3 separate regions of the Sus scrofa genome follow, and all the other regions are linked to region 1. The links are chromatin contacts, called in public HiChIP or PLAC-seq maps. All regions are on one chromosome and are shown on one strand. Each heading gives the region's core, a stretch centred on a gene start, on an enhancer-like site or on the middle of the called end of the contact. The rest is flanking DNA. Distances are from core to core; before and after follow the strand shown.

The links. HiChIP or PLAC-seq counts read pairs in DNA pulled down with a chosen protein or histone mark.
Region 2: an H3K27ac HiChIP or PLAC-seq map of alveolar macrophages shows a contact between it and region 1. The contact joins the enhancer-like site here to the promoter of NFAT5 in region 1. A contact is called at or near these places in 2 of 5 promoter capture datasets (fetal liver and liver), 2 of 47 Hi-C or Micro-C datasets (both in embryonic fibroblasts) and 2 of 2 datasets of contacts at active chromatin or transcription factors (alveolar macrophages and skeletal muscle).
Region 3: a contact with region 1 is called in an H3K27ac HiChIP or PLAC-seq map of alveolar macrophages. The contact joins the promoter of CYB5B here to the promoter of NFAT5 in region 1. A contact is called at or near these places in 1 of 47 Hi-C or Micro-C datasets (embryonic fibroblasts) and 2 of 2 datasets of contacts at active chromatin or transcription factors (alveolar macrophages and skeletal muscle).

Annotation. Positions count from the first base shown.
Region 1 is chr6:17,433,383-17,438,086 of Sscrofa11.1, reverse strand. NFAT5 (nuclear factor of activated T-cells 5) reads left to right here and starts at 3,136. Exons shown (of 14, transcript XM_003355770.4): 1 at 3,136-3,568. The coding sequence starts at 3,496. It overlaps LOC102159050 (a long non-coding RNA gene), which reads right to left. Exons shown (of 3, transcript XR_002344538.1): 1 at 4,653-4,704.
Region 2 is chr6:17,517,418-17,521,722 of Sscrofa11.1, reverse strand. No RefSeq gene overlaps it. Among named protein-coding and RNA genes, the nearest start is that of CYB5B, 38 kb to the left of the region's middle. Within about 2 kb of position 2,077, at least 26 of the 83 cell types and tissues checked have an H3K27ac peak or open chromatin away from gene starts, as enhancers often do. A contact at or near this core is called in alveolar macrophages and skeletal muscle, where this site is marked.
Region 3 is chr6:17,556,341-17,561,021 of Sscrofa11.1, reverse strand. It overlaps CYB5B (cytochrome b5 type B (outer mitochondrial membrane)), which reads left to right and starts at 2,992. Exons shown (of 5, transcript NM_001159592.1): 1 at 2,992-3,207. The coding sequence starts at 3,052.

The DNA of each region.
Region 1 (4,704 bases), core at 1,887-4,386:
TTGTATAATCTACACAACCCTGTAGTTGAATCTGGGTTTCTCGTGAGATTTTAATCAAATAACTAGGGAATGTGATATAACAGTTGAGAAGTAATGTAAAGAAATTCTACAAACTACTAAATCTGCCTTATGTTTTGTTCCATGAACCTTTGTAATTTTCAGTGAGAGGAAATTTCCAATATTATATGCTTAAAGCTTTACTTTTTATTGTGAATAAAGTTTTTTATAAAGGTGTATGTTTTGGTGATAGAGTGGCTTTTAAAATATAATGTGAGGAGTTCCTGTTGTGGCTCAGTGGTTAACGAATCAGACAAGGAACGATGAGGTTTCGGGTTCAATCCCTGGCCTTGCTCAGTGGGTTAAGGATTAGGCGTTGCTGTGAGCTGTGGTGTAGGCTGCAGATGCGGCTCAGATCCCGTGTTGCTGTGTCTGTGGTGTAGGCCGGTGGCTACAGTTCCGATTAGACCCCTAGCCTGGGAACCTCCATATGCTGTGGGAAGTAGCCCTAGAAAAGGCAAAAAGACAAAAATAAATAAATAAAATATAAAGTGAGATTACTTTAAATATCAAATAAAAGGGAAACAACTGAGATATTAATGACCAGAGAAGGAAGTATCACTGGAACTTGAAGTAGCATATACTTCAAGACAACATGGTCAGATAGTTTATTTTCAGTATCCCTGAATATCAGGCAGGTCATACTGTATTTTGTGATAAAAGCAAACACTGTTTACTCCTGAAATTTGTAAATGTTTATTTGTTTGTTTTTTAGGGCCACATGTGCAGCATATGGAAGTTCCCAGGCTAGGGATGGAATCGGAGTTGCAGCTGCTGGCTTACTGCAGAGCCCCAACAACACAGGATCTGAGACTGCCTGTGACCTATGAAGCAGCTCATCCTTAACCCACTAAGCTGGGCCAAGGATCGAACCTGCACCTTCAGGATACTAGTTGGATTTGTTACCGCTGAGCCACAATGGGGACTCCTTATTTGTGCTTTTAGTCGCTGAAAATTTAAGGACAAAGTGAAAATCTAGCTTCCAAGCTATTGTAAAGCATGACCATGAAAACCATTTAAGCAGTTTTTGAAAAAAATATAGCTCTGTAAAAGAACAGGAGAACAGTGGGGTTAGCCACTGACTATTCACATATTTATTTAGATACAATCACTGCTTCATTCAGGGCATGATGGGTTGTGGGCCCTGAGCCCAAGGAATCCCTAGAATTCATAGCCTAGCTGAAGTTGCACTGTGGGGGGACCCCTGATCACTTTGCTCTTACTTAATCGGGAAATCTGAGTAACATAAATAACAGAGCATCAGTACTGGGAAAAAAAAGTCACAAAAGGATAGAGAAGTATTGAGGGAAAGGGGAAGGAAAAGGCCTTGCCGATTCTTGACTTGTTAATTAGGGTCAGGACAGCAGTGGGGGATTTCCTATATTTGAAGTTTGTTGAATGATTACATAGGTCTGGGGAAGAGGTTCTGCCTGTTGCCCCGTTGCAATTTCCTCTCCTCACATTAGGTATTGACTAAGGGGCGGGGGGCGGAGGGCGGGGGCGGAGGGGGGGTTGTCTCCAAGAGGTGTTTACCCCTACTCAGATTCAAAAGCCTTTGCCTGTTGGGCAGTGTGGGGTTTGAATCTTCTTCTCTCCAGTGAATGGGACCTGGACCAGCTTTGAAGGGACTTCCCTTGGGACTTGTTACAACAGTGTACAGTGGGGTGATGGAGATTTGAGTAGCTTCCTGTTCTGCTTTGCCATCTTGGGGGGGCTCTGAAAAGCTTTGTTACTTCTGACAGGAAGAAAATGTTCACAGGGTTGGTTATTTACTACACAGAATGCAGTGAAGAGAATTGGGCAACCTATATCAGATGTTCAGATGGAAAGATAGGTAGACTCTGATAATACGAGTTTAAATTCTAGGTCTGTAGGTAAAGCTTTGCACTGGGCCCTCCTTTGCTGAGAGCTTCTCCCTCATCTGAACCATGCCAAGTCCAGGTGAACTGCTCAAATTCCCAGGGGAACGGTTCTATAAATTGTATGTGTTGTGTATATATATATACACTCAGTAAACTAATTTTTGTGGTTTTTATCTTTGTAAAGTAACAAAAACTAAACCAACTCAAAGAGCGTAAAAACGTGGCCCCAGTGGATGCTGTCATTAATATTCCACACAAGATTAAAGTTATTTCCCAGTCAGTATATCCTGCACTCCAATTGATATTTTAATAACTATTAAATTTCTCAGAAGTCTATTAGAGTCAGGAAACGGTCTGCGGTGTAGGTGAGGATTTTCAGTTTTTGCAACGGAAACTTTTGGCCCCAAGAACAGAGTAGCAAAAGCTCAAATGTGTTCTTCCTTCATCCTTGCCTGGTCCAAAGGTAAAAAAAGAAAACCTGATTGGCAGAAGGGTGTTTAGGTTTGCTTTTTTCCCCTCTACAACAGCCACGTGGATTCATGTGATTCAATTTTTAAATCGACTTTCATCTCCCACTCCGAATAAAGCCGGCGATCCCAGCACAATCAGAAAGATGTTTTTTATTTTTTTAACTTTCAGCCTTTAAAGGTTAGGGGAGGGGTGGGGAGAAAGTAGGGGAAGGGCAAAGGTAGGAGGAGAAGGGATTTCAATTAAAAAAACCCGAATAACTCGAGCCTGTCATTTCCTAATTAAGAGTTTGACAGCCGTTTGGCCAACTCAGTTCAGACATTGCTATGAAAACCCCAAAGGGGTGGTGGCTGTGCAAGCAACGAAACTCCATTCCCCTGCGAGCCCCCAAGTCAGCCCACCCCCGGCGTCCCGGCTCTGGGGTCTTTCCCCTACTCCCGCAGACACCTCGGCCCCCCCAGGTCTGTCTCCTCCAGCGCTCAGCTCGGCGTTGGGCCCGCCGCCGCCGGCTCGCCACCACCAGGTCGGTGCAAATACCTTTTCCCTCCCCGGGGCCCCAGGAGCGGACACCTCCCAGCCTTCCTCCCTCCCTGCCGGCGGGGCCCTTTCCCGGCTCGGGAACAGCGGCCCTGGCCGAGGCGGCAGGAAGCGAAGCCCTTGTTGTTGCTGTTCTGGGGCGCACCTCCCCGCCCTCCGGGGGCCGCCTCGGCTCTTCCCTGCTCCGGGGCGCCCCCCTCCGCGCCTGCGCAGTGCCCCCCGGGGGGGCGGGGCTCAGATTCCTGTCAGCGGCGGCGGCGGTGGCGGCGACCGTCAGTTTTCGCTGAGGAGAAGAACGAAACGGACCCGTTGGCTCTCCTCCTCCCTTTCCCCGCCCTGAACCCCCCTCCTGGCTCGCCGGGAATTCGTCTCCGTGGAGTTTCCCCTCCACCTCGCCGCCTTTTCCTCGGCCCTCGGCTCGCTGGAAGTCTCTGCCCTCGAGGAGGAGGCAGCGGCAGCCGCCCTCGCCTGCCGCCCCCGGTTCGGTGCCCGCGGTCCCGGAGAGGAGGTGCCGCCGCCACCGCCGCTCCCCCCCTCCCGCTGCCCTCGGGCCGGGCTGGGTCGAGCTGCGATGCCCTCGGACTTCATCTCATTGCTCAGCGCGGACCTAGACCTGGAGTCGCCCAAGTCCCTGTACTCGCGAGGTGAGTCAGGCTGGGGGCTGGGGCGTGGGGGCGGGGAGGCCCGGCCCGGGGAGCCGGGGGTGGGGGGGTCCCCGTCGGGGGCGGCGTCCGAACCCCGGCCGGGCTGGCCTGTCTTGGGGGCTGGGGAGAGGCCGATGGGGTCGACTGCTGCTGGAAGGGGCCGGGGAGGAGGGCCGGCCCCTCCCCCGCGGAGCCGCCGGCCGCACGGGGCCCAAATGCCGTCGGCCCCCGGGTCTCTGCGGCACCCGGGGCTGAGCGCCCCTCGGCGGGTCGGGCCCTGCCACACTTCTCGAGCGGCCGGCCCTGGCCCTCCCGGCTCGCGGATCACCCCGGACTGGGCCCCGGCCGCGATCGGAGCGCCGCGGCTCCTGCTACCGGGACCATCCTCCCCGGCAAAGTTGCCTCCACACGGGCGGCGTGGCCTGGAGCCGGTTCTGGGCGCAGGGTCACCATTTTCCTCCCTCTCCAGGTTGTTTGTGCGCCGTCGTTCTAACCCCCTCTCCCTCCGGCCTAGTCCACTCCCTCCTCTTGTTGGGACGGCCCCCCTCGACCAGGCGTCCTTCTTTCCTCGTCATCTTATTGCTGGAAAGAACCCGAATTTTCTTTTTTTTTTTTTCCCCTCTCTTCCCACCTTTGTGGCGTTCGAATTACTTACTTCTCCCTCTCTTTTAGAAAGAGAGGGGTGTTCTCTCTGGGTTAGTTTTATTCCTCTCCAGTCCCAGGGGTACCGGCTGAGGCTGTCCTTTGAGAATTTTCTCTTTGGTTGCCTTTCAAGGGCTCGTTGCAGGGAGGGGGCATTGGACAGAGTTCCCCACTTTCAAACTTCTTTGGCTAAGACCTGAAGGGGATTCCCGGGATATAAAATATTAACACTGGAGCTGGTCTCTTCAGGGGTTAAATTCCTATACTGGACACCACAAGAATGTGTTAGAACAGGTTCCCTGTGCGAGAGCCTGCAAACCAAAATGCTCCCACTGCACTCTTCATCACTTTTTAAATCACTGGGAGGGGGCCAAAGACATAGTTGGGCTATTAGCTTTGCATTTCACCATATTAAAAAAAAATGTGTGCCGTTGTGACCCACCTTCTGAGGAAATTCAGTGTTTTCTTCACTTTTCACTTTGCTGTATCCATCC
Region 2 (4,305 bases), core at 828-3,327, 85 kb before region 1:
TTTTCTCTTGGAAGACTGTCTCATTGAGGAGTAGGTTCTTATTCCTCCTCGGTTCAGGAATTTCTCTGGCGTATTTAACTACCTTTTCCTCCATGGAAGCACCTGGGGAGACAGTCCATGGGCAGTTTTCTGCCTCCCACTGTGGTGACTTTTTTCCCCATCCTTTGAGGGTCACCAGCCTGCTCTGAGCCATTGTCACGGGCAGCAGGGAGCAGCAGGCAGTTCAGGAAGGACCACAGGCACTGTTCAGCATCTCCTCCCCCCTTCAGCCTGCCAGGGACTTGACAGGGCAGGAAGGTACACAGAACACCAGTGTCTGCCCCTGCAAACTACTTAAGAAGTTCAACCTGGGTCTTATAACCTGTGATTTAGCAGTTGAGTGACTTTGGAATTCATAAAAATGACATTGACCTGGTTCTCGCACACTTGGTCATGACATAATGGAGTAATTTTAGGGGGTTTCTGGCTGACTTTTATGTCAGGGATATGGGTAAACTTTTAAAGCTTTTATCTTTAGAAAATGTTGCAAATGGATTATAAGATGCCACTTTAAGACAGTCTATTGAAGGAAAAATCTTTGGTGTGTAACGGAAGTGGTGTGGCTTTTGATGCTCCTATTTGAAGGCAAGGGAGGGTTGCTTTGAATAAAAGTTGATATGTAATTGCTGTGATGATTAAGTTGCATGATCACATGGGGCCACCCTGAGGTAGAAAGGACAAAGGAGTATTGAGGAGCTGGAAAGGGAGCATTCAGGCTGAAACTAAGCCAGAAGATAACTTGGGTCAATTAAAAGTGTGTTGGCAAAACGGAATGAAAAACATCTGGCTTAGAAGAAACATTAAAGAATGACATTTGTAAGTAAAATGTGTGTTTTTGATATTTTTAGGGTAAAGATCAATGCAAAAGATAGGCTTTTCTATTTCATATGGGTTGTCTTTTTCCTGTTTATATGGGAACTTGTTTTTATTCAGAGCCAGAGGAAAAGATTTTCAGACTTGGTCTCAACCATCCATGAAATCCATCCAGTACCCAGGGCTTCTTTTCATCTGTTGCTAATGTGATGTCACTTTGTATTATAAAAACCACTTGTAGGTCCATTTACTATTTTCCTGCTTCCTACAGAAACAGCCAGGTGAAAGGGAGAGCTTGTGTGAGAGTTCGCAGAGGTTTTTCTAAACAATAAAGTAATACAGTATGTGAGCCAAATCCATCAAAAAGGACTTTTGTTTTAAGAAGTAGACTCAAGTTCTCGAGAAACAGTCTCAACTTTGCTAGGTTGTGAATCCCACCTGGAGAGCCAGTGGAGCCAGTCCCTGCTGGATGGCAGAGCCTCCTGGGGGGTCTCTGGGGTGTTTGGCTGTTTATTCCCAAGGAGGACTCAGTGCTGCCACCCACCCTTCTGTACGTGTAATGGCTGCTGATCCCAGGGAGGAGGTGAGGCGAACTGACTGTCCCCCAAATGGGGATGCTAGTGCGGGGGCCCGAATGTCCTTGCCTCTGTCTCTCAGAATTGGTTTTGGTTTCTTTTTTGTTTTGTTTTGTTTTGTTTTGTTTTCTTTTTTTTTTGTTATTGTTGTTTGGTTTTGGTTTCTAAATGACTTATATTTGTAAAGACAGGAAAGTGGTGGGGACAAAGTTTATATATACTGTGTTTAGTTCTTATGTGACCACTTGAGCAGAAGCAAAAATGCATTGGAACCTATCATTTGAGCCTGTGAAGTTCTTTGAGCAGTTGTCATGAGGCCCATGTTGGGAAATAAGAACATTGTTGAGTGTACACTCATTCAGTTCCCATGGGGAGCAATGAAAAAAATGCTTTACAGGCCAGCTATGTCATTACTTATGTCGTATCTCATGCTTAAAATCTCAAGCGATATCTCTCTGATTAAATTCCAATTTAGAAATGTACACCATTAATGCTCATTACTTCCGAGGGAGAAATGGATTCAGACCTGTCGCAACAGGAGGTTAACACTTTTTTTTTTTTAACCATCCTATTCTTTTGCCAAATATCACAAAAGTAATGGGGAAGTTAGTCCCGTTTGGCTGTTGTGCTCTGAAAAAGCTGGGTTTGGAACTTGTGGGAGTGCTCCCAGCGGGAGGTTCCAAGAAGCAGAGAGGTTGTCAAGTTACCCACCCTACATCCAGCCTGTCACTCGAGAATTTTCAGAGCTGCACGTTGCCTGCACCTTTTTTCTACATTGGCTATTTTGGCAAAACATTACTATGATTATCCCCCCCCACTTTTTTTAACTTCACCCTCAACTATGAGCAAGTAATATTAACATTCCTTTTGTGTATTCAATAATGGAGTTTGTTTACCTATTTTATTTCAGCATATTTTGAACAAAGATCTTTGTCTCTTTCTGCTGGAATGTGCACACAGTGAATGTTTGTTAGAACGACACACAATAAAGATACTGTTTTCCTTTTCTTGCCCTGGCTACGGTTATTTAAAAAAAAAAAAAATTTTTTTTTTTTTAAGTGGAAATGTTGGCTCTGGAATTCTCAGGTGTCTGGAAGAAAAGAACTTGAGAAGCATAAAAGTCATCTCTGTGCTAATCTTGTGTTAGCATAACTTGATGGGGGAGTTCCACGGTTCTTCGGGAGTCATGCTGCTGCTCTTTCCCCGAAATGAAAGGCGAAGATTGTGAGACGCAAAAATTAAGAGTTTTGCTGTATTAACGGATGTGAAGTGGCAACCAGGTAGACAGCTTGGAAGTTCTGTTTTTACTGAAACCATCTGATAAAGAAGTCATTTCAAGGTAATAACACTTGTTATCTATAGCGCCACTCTTTAAATGCTTGTTTTTCTTGGAAATGGCTGAACTGTTGGGGAAAGTGAAACATTGAGCTCGAAGTTCTAGTGACTGTGTTAATAAAACAAGGGAAATAAACCATTTTTATAATTACTTTTAAAACCTACTGATAGCCTTCTAACATGACCAGTGAGACACAGTTCGTTAGGGCTTAGTATTTTCGCTGTCACGTGAATTGATGATTATTAACAGGAAAGGAAAGTCCCATTCTTATTACTCGTGTTTGAATCTGTTGTTTCAATGTCAGTCCTCATAAGGCACATGTCTCTTCCTGATGCTGAGTGTTTGGCAGGTACTTGACAAATCCTGGTTGACTGGTTGAAAACTTGAGGTAGAAGATTGTGATTTCATTTACGTAAATTTAAGGTAAGAAACACCCACACTATCTCCTAAATGATTGGTAATTGTAAGTAACATCAGTCATCTAACATTAATTAGCTTAGTGGATGTCTATATACTCTATACAGATCTTTCCTCACTTACAATGTGGTCATGTCCCAGTATGCTAGAGAGTATCGTACTGGGTCTCACTAGCACAGAAAAAGACCAACATTCAAAATACGGATTTTGCTGAATGCATATCACTTGCACCATGGTAAAGCAGAAAAATCCTAAGTTGAACCATAATAAATTGGGGACTGTATTTCAGGGACTAAGTTAGCTTAATCATGTATAACAGCATTTTAAGACAATTCTTTAAAAAAAATTTTTTTTTTTAAATTATAGTTCATTTAGAAACAATTCTTGTATGTAGCATTCAGGAGAGGCTGGAATTGCTTTTGGGGGAAACATGAGGATACAGCTGTAATATATTTATCACTTAGGTGCCACCTACTATGTGCTGTGCAGTATTTTTGACAGCTTGCAAGCTTTTTTTTTTTTTTTTTTTTTTTTTGGTGTCTTTCTAGGGCTGTGCCCACGGCATATGGAGGTTCCCAGGCTAGAGGTCTAATAGGCGCTGTAGCCACCAGCCTACACCAGAGCCACAGCAACGCTGGATCCGAGCCATGTCTGCGACCTACACCACAGCTCAGGGCAACACCTGATCCTTAACCCACTGAGCGAGGCCAGGGATCAAAGACATGTCTTCATGGATGCTAGTCAGGTTCATTAACCTCTGAGCCACGACAGGAACTTTTTTTTTTAAGCATTTCTGATTCTTTGTGCCGTGTAATGTGGGATTTAGAAACTATGTATGGCTTTTGAAATTGTTGTATCGTGAAAAGGTGATTCAGGCTGATGGAGGAAGCACAAGATAATGCAGACACAAATACTCCTGTTTCAAGTTTGACAAGTGGCTTTTTTTTTTTCTTCAGGGCCGCACCTGTGGCTTATGGAAGTTCCCAGGCTAGGGGTCAGATCGGAGCTGCGCTGCTAACTTATATACCACAGCTCCTGGCAACACCACCAGATCCTTAACCCACTGAGCAAGGCCAGGAATCAAACCCACATCTTCATGGATGCTAGTTGGGTTCATTACATTTA
Region 3 (4,681 bases), core at 1,743-4,242, 120 kb before region 1:
GCTCCTGTCGTGGCTCAGCAGAAATGAATCTGACTAGCATCCATGAGGACGCAGGTTCAATCCCTGGCCTCACTCAGTGGGTTAAGGATCTGGCGTTGCTGTGAGCTGTGGTTTAGGTTGCAGATTCGGCTCAGGTCAAATCTGATGTTGCTGTGGCTGTGGCTGGCAGCTACATTTTTGATTCCACCCCTAGCCTGGGAGCCTCCACATGTTGTGGGTGTGGCCCTAAAAAGACAAAAAAATAAAAAAAGAGAGAGCAAACTCGTGGTTACCAGTGGGGAGTGGGCAGTGCTACTGGCAATACTATTGGGTATAAGAAAGGCTACAGGGATGTATTGTACCACATGGGGAATCTAGCCAATATTTTGTCAAAACTGTAAATGGAGTGTAGCCCATAAAAACTGCATTAAAAATGCTTCAAAAAAAGTTGAGCGTTTTCTCAAAGTTATCCACAGATTACTTGCATTGGAATCATTTAAAATACTTGCTAAAAATGTTCCTTTCTGATTCTATATCCAGACCCATTGGTCCTGAATGTCTGGTAGTGGGGCCAGGAATCTGCTTTTTTTAGTGTTTTAAAACAATGTTTTATTATTTCTCTTGATTCTGTGGGTTGACTGGGCAGTTCTGCTGATAAAGCCTAGACATACTCATGTGTTACATTCAGCTAACAAATTGATTAAGGGGGAGGCGCAGCTGAGACAGCTTAAATGGCTGATTTTTAGTCCCAGGCTCCTTCATAGCATCATGAAGAGTTGTAAGACGGTGAAGATGGAACTTTTGCTGTGATCTACTAGCCAAAGTAAGTAACAAGGCAAGCCAAGATTCAAGGTGAGCAAGAGACTCCATGTCTGGACAGGAGGGAATCTGCTTTTTTTTTTTTTTTTTTTTTTTTGTCTTTTTCTAGGGCCACACTTGCGGCACTTGAGATTCTCGGGCTAGGGGTCAAATGGGAGCTAGAGCCGTAGGCCTACGCCACAGCCACAGCAACCGGGGAACCGAGCTGCGTCTGCAACCTACACTGCAGGTCACGGCCACGCTGTATGCCACTGAGCGAGGCTAGGAATCGAAACCCCAACCTCATGGTTCCTAGTCGGATTCCTTAACCACTGAGCCACGAGGGAACTCTGGAATCTGCATTTTTAACATAGGCTTCTCAATTGACTCATGCTCACTGGGGTTAAGTGTCAATTATTCATTTACCAAATATATGTCAGAGCTGTGTTCCTTTGCATTTGCTGCAAATCTCTATTGCTGCCACTTAAATTTCTATGTATGTAAATGTTTTTCTGTCTTTCAGAAATTTCTGAAATGGTAATGTGCTTACATACTCTATGGAGATGGAATCACTGGCGCTCAGAATGGTAGCAGAGTTTGTGAAAAAGGTGGAATTTGAGGTGCTTGAAAGGTGAATAGGCAATGGAAGGGTACCTTTCTGGGTTGGAATTTGAGGTGCTTGAAAGGTGAATAGGCAATGGAAGGGTACCTTTCTGGGTTTTTTTTGTTGTTGTTGTCTTTTTGCCATTTCTAGGGCCGCTCCTGCGGCATATGGAGGTTCCCAGGCTAGGGGTTGAATCGGAGCTGTAGCCTCCCGCCTACGCCAGAGCCACAGCAATGCGGGATCCGAGCTGCATCTGCAGCCTACACTACAGCTCATGGCAACGCCAGATCCTTAACCCACTGAGCAAGGGCAGGGACCGAACCCGTAACCTCATGGTTCCTAGTCGGATTCGTTAACCACTGCGCCACGACAGGAACTCCTGTTTTGTTTTTTTTTTTTTTTTTTTTTTTTTTGACCCACAGCTTGCAGCTACTTGATGTGGGACATCAATTCCCAGACCAGGGACTGAATCTGGGCCACAGCAGTGAATGCGCCTGAGTCCTAACAGCTAGATCACCAGGGAACTCCCTGGAAGAGAGGGGATGGAGCTTGTAAGACCCCAGATGTGAATTTTTACTCGTAAGTTTAGGAGTCAGTAGCTGGTGCACAAGGCTTATAAAAGGTGAAAGTGGGTGGGGGTGGACTATGGAGAGTAGGGGAGAGTGACATGATGAAAATGACATTTCACAATAACCAACTTGGCATTTGCAATGGCAGTTAAAAATGAGTAGCTCACTACCCTGCACATTAACCCAACTTGTAATTCCAAAAGGCCAGGACCTCTACCCAGCGACAGTTGAGGCGAATTCTATTTTAGAACACATAGAAACAAAACAGTGTAGTTTGTCCTGATCATTAAAGAATTCATTTAAAATCCAGCCTTAAGATATAGTTGACATGACAAAATCAGATTCTTAGTAGTGGCACAAAGTTAGGTGACTCCATACTGTAACCCCAGTCACTGTCTCAAGGCCTCAGGTCAGTCATTCCGCTTTTTCTAACACCGCCGGTCACTTATGTATTGTTATGTACCAAGCTTTCTGCACTCTCATTTAATCTATAAGGTAGAGATTATGCCCATTTTGCTTGTGAGAAGACTGCCTTAGAGAGACGGGGTTCGCGGGTCACAGCCTGGAGGCTGCAAACTAAAAACGTAAATCTGGGGCAGGAACAGAGAACTGTGCGGATGGTGGGGGGAGAAACGAGCTCCACGTGGCTCAGGAAGGATCCGCCGCGTGGAGAAGGAAATAGGAATGGTGACTCTGCTCCCTCTTTTCAGAATTCTGCGGGGCCCTACGGCGAGTGAAGAGGAAACCTTCTGGCTCTTTGCCTGACTCGTCTGTCAACGTCTCTCTTCGGCGCTTTTCCAAAATCACAGTATTTCATTGGTGAGATTGGAGAGGATGGGTAAATATGATTGGTTAGTTGGACCTCGAACCAGGCCCACGCCCCTAGGATCATGCCAGTAGTGGGCGGGATTTGAAACTGAGTCCCTCGTTTCATTGGTGAAGAGAAAAAGAACCAGGAACTATCCGAGGTCATGATTGGCTGTTGCCAGGAGCCTTATGGGCCTGGTTACGGAAGCCCGGAAGAACTGAGGGCTCTTTCCACCTCGAGGAAGTTAGCGGCGGAAACCGGGTTAGCGGTGGAGAAGAGATATTGGAGACCCAATGGCGACTGTGGAAGCCAGCGGCAGCGATGGGCAAGGGGTCGAGACCTCCGTCACCTATTACCGGTTGGAGGAGGTGGCGAAGCGCAACTCCCCGAAAGAGCTATGGCTGGTTATCCATGGCCGAGTCTACGATGTCACCCGCTTCATGAACGAGGTGAGGCCCGGGAGGTGGGCAGCGAGGGGTGGTCGGGCCCGAAAACGCTGCTAGGGTCGTGTATAGGAGGGAAGTGAGGCCTGGCTGTCTGCGACCAGGCGTACGAAAGCGACCACGAGACGGAGACTGGGGAGGCCTGGTCGGTATGCAATTCTGGTGTCTTCAGTGATATAATGCGCTGCGTGTCACACATCGAGCACTTTCTGTCTGCTAGGCTAAACTCTTGAGTCGTCGTTATCCCCATTTTACAGAAAGGGAAGCAGCCTCACAGATTCTCGTTTAACAGAGCCATTTGAAGGCTCTAGAGCCTTTGCTCCTCGCCCTGTACTTTGTGAAGTAATACCATGTTTGGTCTTCGTTTTCTTAAGAAGCTGAGATTTCTCCCCACCCTCCCATCCCTCCATTATGCCGCCTTTATTTTTTTTTTTCTATTTTGAGTTGACCTTGAGGCCGGAGGTTGTGAGTTGGTTTTTTTTTTTGGCCATTGATTTAGGTCTGTCACCCTCTTTTGTAAAGTCTGTTGTGTCAGGTTCTACAAATTCTCCTTGAGACCCTCCCTGGTATAACTCTTTCTTTCTTAAAGGAAACAGACTTCTCTCTCTCTCTTTTTTTTTTTTTTTTTTTTTTTTTTTTTACTTTTTAGGACCACACTCTCAGCATATGGAGGGTCCCAGGCTAGGGTTGAATCGGAGCTGCAGCTGCTGGCCTACACCACAGCCACTGCAGGATCCAAGCTGCATCTGTGACCTATACCACAGCTCAGGGCAACGCCAGATCCTTAACCCATTGAGCGAGGCCAGGGATGGAACCTGCAACCTCTTGGTTCCTAGTCGGATTCGTTTCTGCTGAGCTGCAACTGGAACTCCCAGACTTCTCATTTTTTTAAACTCTATTTTGAGGTGTGATTTACATAGAGTACATTGTGTTCCTTTAAAGTGTACAGCTTGTTGAGTTTTGAAAAATGTATTCACCCAAGTAATAAATCCGCTCCAGTTAAGAAAACATTTCTAGGAGTTCTCGTCGTGGCACAGTGGAAACGAATCCAACTAGAAACAGTGAGGTTTTGGGTTTGATTCCTGGCCTTGCTCAGAGGGCTAAGGATTGAGCTTTGCCTTATGCTGTGGTGTAGGTTACAGACTCAGCTCCGATCTGGCGTTCCTGTGGCTCTGGCATAGGCCCGCGGCTGCAGCTCAAATTGGACCCCTAGCCTGGGAACCGAAATATGCCACGGGTGCGGCCCTAAAAGACAAAAAAGAAAGAAAGAAAGCATTTCCACTACTCTATTTTTAATTTCCTTTTTTCTCCTTTGTGGTCATTCCCCTCCAAATCCCTGAAGGTTTGGGATATTTGAAATATAAATTAATTAATTAATTTATTTATTTATGGTGTGCATTATTTTGTCTTGATTAATACATTAGTAATCTTGTAAATAATTCCTTGGAAGTTCTTTCATAATATAACCCTATTATAACTG